Linked DNA regions of Mus musculus: region 1 is linked to region 2. The links are chromatin contacts, called in public capture Hi-C maps. All regions are on one chromosome and are shown on one strand. Each heading gives the region's core, a stretch centred on a gene start, on an enhancer-like site or on the middle of the called end of the contact. The rest is flanking DNA. Distances are from core to core; before and after follow the strand shown.

What was found. Capture Hi-C pulls out chosen DNA fragments and counts their contacts.
Region 1: a capture Hi-C map of embryonic stem cells shows a contact between it and region 2, with 2.6 times the contacts expected there. The contact joins two enhancer-like sites. A contact is called at or near these places in 2 of 484 Hi-C or Micro-C datasets (both in cerebral cortex), 2 of 115 datasets of contacts at active chromatin or transcription factors (cardiomyocytes and embryonic stem cells) and 2 of 9 other capture datasets (embryonic stem cells and embryonic trunk).

What each region holds. Positions count from the first base shown.
Region 1 is chr7:83,809,642-83,812,381 of GRCm38.p6, reverse strand. No RefSeq gene overlaps it. Among named protein-coding and RNA genes, the nearest start is that of Gm39043, 3.1 kb to the left of the region's middle. RefSeq lists an enhancer at 1-464. Within about 2 kb of position 1,486, at least 102 of the 459 cell types and tissues checked have an H3K27ac peak or open chromatin away from gene starts, as enhancers often do. A contact at or near this core is called in cerebral cortex and embryonic stem cells, where this site is marked.
Region 2 is chr7:82,734,148-82,736,941 of GRCm38.p6, reverse strand. The region is part of intron 15 of Efl1 (elongation factor like GTPase 1); the gene reads right to left. Among named protein-coding and RNA genes, the nearest start is that of 4933406J10Rik, 20 kb to the left of the region's middle. Within about 2 kb of position 1,486, at least 29 of the 459 cell types and tissues checked have an H3K27ac peak or open chromatin away from gene starts, as enhancers often do. A contact at or near this core is called in cerebral cortex and embryonic stem cells, where this site is marked.

The DNA.
Region 1 (2,740 bases), core at 237-2,736, 1.1 Mb before region 2:
ACACACGATAGAGGATGATATCTGATGTTGTTGACCACTGGCCACCACACTTTGGTGACACTCACACAGGAACAGGTACACACCCGTACACCACCACACTCACAAAGAGCTGTGCGTTGAAAGTCTTCAGCTTCCCTTTGGTGATGCCTCCCTGGAGATGCTGCTCTCCTATTACCTCATGTTTGTTATATAAAGGCCCACTTGATGAATTTCTCCTTGAAGACAGCGCCAGGAAAATTTTCTCTTTGCAGTTCGATTCCAAAGCCGTTGTACAATGAAAAGTGTATGCGCCAGCACATTTCCCTTTCATCCAGGAAAGGCAGAGATAAATCCAGCACTCAACTGTAGTAAACAACTCATCCCAGGTGCCCCGAGACACACTGAGCTGTTTTCACTCTGGCTGTTCTTCTAGCTACACTGGGCCTTTGGTGTTTTCTTAAACTCTTTTGGGAAATAGCGAGGTATAAATTTTTTCTGAACAAACCCATGCATAGAAACACATATGCTTGGCATGGATGAGCAACTCTGTCTGCTGCTGCTGAGGCTGCTGCTGCTGCTTTCTTCTTTCATTTTTAATGTGGAGACAAGGTCTCACAATATAGCCGGGGCTGTCCTGGAATTCCCAATGTACATCAGGCTGGCCTCAAACTCTCGGATATCTTCCTGCCTCTACCCTGCCTCCCCGGAGTGCAGGGTTTAAGGGATGTGCCACCATGCGCTAACCCTTTTTACAGTCACCTCTACCACAACCATGGCCCAGGCTGAGTGCCAGGCAATGGGTGTAGTGAGGAAATGGTTCTGGCCATAAATGAATCAGTTGGTCTGTTGAGGGTTCTGGCTGGTATGTAAAGAGCTTGAATTTCAGGTTGTGCCACAAACCTGACAACAGGAGTGGGAAAGATGGCTTAGCAGTGAAAAGCACTAGCTGCTCTTCTAGAGGACCAGGATTCAGTTCCCAGCTCCCACAGGGTGGGTTACAACCCTCTGTAACTCCAGGCCTAGGTAACTGTATCACTTTCTTCTGGCTTCCACAGGTACCAGGCACACACATGGAAGCAGGCAAAATACTCCTACACATAAAATAAAATAACATTAAACCTTAATTAATTAAAACCAGAGAGCCGTGAAGAGCAGAAGGCTGAGGAGTCCAGTAGAGAGGAGATTGATTCTGCCATGATCTGTCAGAACGGCGCTGGCTTCTTAGAGAGAGATTTCAGGATTTGCTAGGAAGGATGGAAAGGATTTCAGCAGCCGAGCTTCTCCGACAGAGAAAACAGTTCAAATGAGGGTTTGTAGGGGAACAAAGAATTCGCCCTCTGCATTTGGAAAGAGCATTAAGAGTTGAGTTTCTTACAACACAGGAAGCATTTGCTTGAGGCTAAGGATTCCCGCGCTTGTGTTGAACAAAGTTAAGAGAGAGGCAGGCTAGCAGGTTCCCTTTTTTGGAACAGGTAACCAGGCTACAGAGCTGTTAAGTAACAGAAAATCAGGTCTCCCCTGGCAATCTTGTACTTAACTTTGTGACTTTAAGGTTTGAGACAGGGCCTAGGGACTGACGCTTCCTCTTGGAAGTAGGAAGCAAAGTTTGGGATTTCTTTTTTTTTTCTTTCTTTTGCTGAATGGGTGGATGAGGGTGTCAGAGAGGAGGAAGGGAGGATCCCCCCAGTACCATTTTAGGCTGTTTCCCTTAGCAACCCCACGGATGGATTTCCGTGCAGCCTCTTTCCCTTCCCGGTTCCTTTTCTGTTTTCCAAGGGGAACAATGAGGGAGTGAGGGATAAGCGGTGATGTTTATCTTTCCAGCTCAGACCTTTCAACTGCTGGAATCCCCCAGGGCTGGGGAAGGGTGGGTGGAGTCACTTCCCACTGTTGCCAAGGGTGGGAGACCAGTCCCTCCTGCTGGGGCAGGGGGTGCGTGGCTTCCTCATAAATAGGAAATGTATCTCCCAAATTGGAGTCATCAAGGACTTATCTCCAGCCGCAGACACCAGAGAGGAGCCCTGCCCTATCCTTTATTCCGAAGAGAGAAGCCTGCCAGCGGGGAGAGGAGAGGGTCACTCGAGAGAACCAGCCCGGAGAGCTGCGCTGTCATTCAAGTGTCAAAGGAGACATCTTCCTGCCAGACTTCCCACACTGGCCTCTGCCCCTCCTGGAACACTTTATTCAGGAATGGGAGGAGCACTGGTTCCTTGTAGAATAGAGAGTCAAGGGGAATTTTGGTCCATTCCTTGGCATGAGTACAAAATTCTGAGCCGAATATCTACTTGCTTAGAAACTGCTCATATCTGAGCAGCAAGCTCTTTACTGACCCAGCCACCTTCCCAACCTGGGATCTTCTAAAAACACCTACCATTGCCAGGTATTTATTTCCAGGCTTTAAACTTGCCTTTGTGTATTCCTTAGGTTCCCAATTTTTTGTCCTTCCCAAAGACAGTGGTTCCTCTTTTCACTTCCTCAAACCGAGGGCTGGTTGAGCCAGTCCGAACTACCCAGTCAGTAACTTGATACCAGTTTAATGTGTTTGAGGAAGTAGCTTGGGGGGATACTTAGTTCTGTGGGCTTTGTTTTGTACCAGGTCATGCTAATTTTCCCCAAGGAACTTCTGATCCATCCGGGTTCCCTGCAGAAGTTATAACAGTGAGGAGGAGGAGGAGGAGGAGGAGGAGGAGGAGGAGGAGGAGGAGGAGGAGGAGGAGGAGGAGGAAGTGGAAGCAGCACTGGGTTAGAGGCAGACACATGT
Region 2 (2,794 bases), core at 237-2,736:
AGTTCCACACAGTCTACAAAACTGCATCTGTAACCGTGCTGTAAACACCACGTGTGTAAGTAATTGAGTTAATCGGATACGGTCACAGAGAATCTTTACATTCCAAAGGGCGCTGTGCTTTATTACAGACAACTTCCCTTTTGTTGGCCTGATAGCTAAATTATTATACTGTGCTGAAATTATGTAGTGAGGCCGATTATTTTATCTTTGAATTTCATTTCTAGGAAGAAAGGTGGTGTCAGATTAGCTATTAAAGCCAGGTTTGGGTTGATAGGGTTAAAACTCAATGCCCTAGGAAACACCCACATGTTCAAAGGTGCTTGCTGTAACATTTCAAAAGGCTGAAAGCAAGAGGGATGGAAGGTGGCGGCCTGACCCTCCTCCTCTGCTTATGGCTCAGGATGGGGTCTCTCTCTCTCTCTGCCTGCCTGCTACCTGCTCTCTGCCATGATGAGGTGGACATAGCTTCTGAAACTGTAAGCCAGCCTCCAATCAAATGCTTTCTTTTCAGTGTTGCCTTGGTCATGGTATCTCTTCACAGCAATGGCAGTGACTAGGACAGAAGCTGGTATCAGGGAGCAGGGTATTGCTGTGACAGGCCTGACCATGATGCCTGTTGGAAGAATATAGAAGACTTTGGCACTTTGGACTAGAAAAGCCATTAGTCACTTTATCGTGCTTAATGGGCTATCCTAACACAAGCATGGTAGACTATAATGGGGTCATTCGAACTATGGAGACTCAACAGAAGAAATTTCATGGGGAAGGAATATTAGTAAGTGGCTTAGAGATCATTCTTGTGATATTTTAGCAAAGATTACTGGTTGCTTTATGCCCTTGTTCTAAAAATCTGCTTGAGGCTACATTGAAGAGTTTTGGGTTAATGACACTGGCAGAGGAGATTTCAAGAGAGTCCAGTACTGACTCTGTCATACAGTTATTAGTAATCACTCTTATGCAGATCTATAATAAAATGAAGGAAGCTGAACAAAAAAAGAATACAAAACATACAGTTTGAGGAATAAAGAAGTGCCAGGAAGTGTAATGAAGCTAAGCCCAGTGCTCACAGAACTGAAAAGTTCAATAAAGTCTGATGCTAAGTGGAATAAAGGGAGTGGTGATCTCAGGGCAGGACCCCACCCAGCTCAGCTTCCAACTTGAGGAAAAGAATTAAAGAAAAGCTTAAGCATCTAAGGAGACCATCAATAACAGAAAGCTGACATAAATATAACTGAAAGAAGGGGTCAAGTTCCAGCCCCATCACGCAGCAGAACTTGGTAGCATTGGCCACATGGTTCTGGCTTTAGAGTCAGGGATACAGAAAGGGCTTGCAGAATCTTCCTCCACTGCTAAGAAAACAAGGAAAGTCACTGAGTGGGTAGGCCTGAATTCAGGGTGTTTCTGCATGGAGGCCAAGAGCCGCCACTGCATAAAGCTATGAAAGAGAAGCACAGCTTGCCTTAGAAACTTGAATATATTGAGGATGCCAGAGTCAGGGGGTACATGCTAAGGACAGCTGCTAACTGGGTGTGGAACCAGCTCAAGAGAGAGAAGCATGAAGCAGCCAACAAAGCAAAAGGGAGCTGGAGATAGTAAAGAAGCTTTGACATCAGACACAGAGATACAGAGTTTGGAGTTCTCCCAGCAGAGTCTCAGTCTTGCTTTAGTTCGCTATTTCCTCACTATGCTCCTTTTGGAATGCTAATGTATATTCTATACCAGTGTTAGAAGGATGTGATCTGCTTTTTTATTTTGATTGCTGTGAGTCTCAGAAGAGACTTTGAGCTTTTTGAATAAGAATGACTCATATTATTTGAATGCTTGGTCGCCAGGGAGTGGTGCTCTTTGGGAAGGATTAGGAAGTATGGCCTAGTAGTAGGAAGTGTGTCACTGGGGGTTGGGCTTTGAGCTTTCAAAAGCCCAAGCCAGGCTCTGGCTCAGTCTGCCTGCCTGCCTGCCTGCTTGCCTGTCTATCCAGCTCTGTCTCTTTCTCTGTCTCTCCCTCACTCCCTCCTCTCTGTGGATGAGGATGTAGCTCTCAGAACCACAGCTGCCTGCTGCTTTCTGTTCCTCACCAGGATGAGATGAACTTAGCATCTGAAACTGTAAGCAAGCCCCAAATGCTTTCTTTTATAAGAGCTGCCTTGGTCATGGTGTCTCTTCACAGCAATAGAATAGTGACTAAAATATCCTGGGTCTAAATACTTAAGCAAAAGGAACACGGATCTAGTTTGGGCAGAGTGTTTGTTTAACATATGCCAGGTCTTAAACTGTAGCCCTCATGCTGGTGAAAACAACAACAACCTCTGCCCCCCCTCCCCCCCCCCCCCACAAAAAAAAAACACCCAACAACTTGAAAGCCACTTTCAATAACTATGAACAGAAGACCAGAAAAAGTACATTATGATAAATTCAAACAATGGAATCAACGTGGGGTGGGGGGAATCCTTGCAGGTGAGCATAGCGGCAGCCACCTATAATACCAATACTGCACAGCTAGAGACAGAAAGAGGATCATGAACTATAGATAGAAGAGCCTAGGCTACAGAGTGAGACTCTTATCTCAGAAACCAAACTAACTTCCCTCAAGTCCACCAAGCTAAAGCAACATGAAACAGCATAAGAAAACACACAAGTTACAAACAATACGATGCTACCATTCAAAGGTAACAATCCAGTATAGAGGTATCTACACAAGGCTTCTGTTTACAGACACCGACTGAGGCTGTGATCAGGCTGCAAGCACCTTTCAAAGCATGGTAAGTGAAAAACACACAGCAGCCTCGACAGAGTG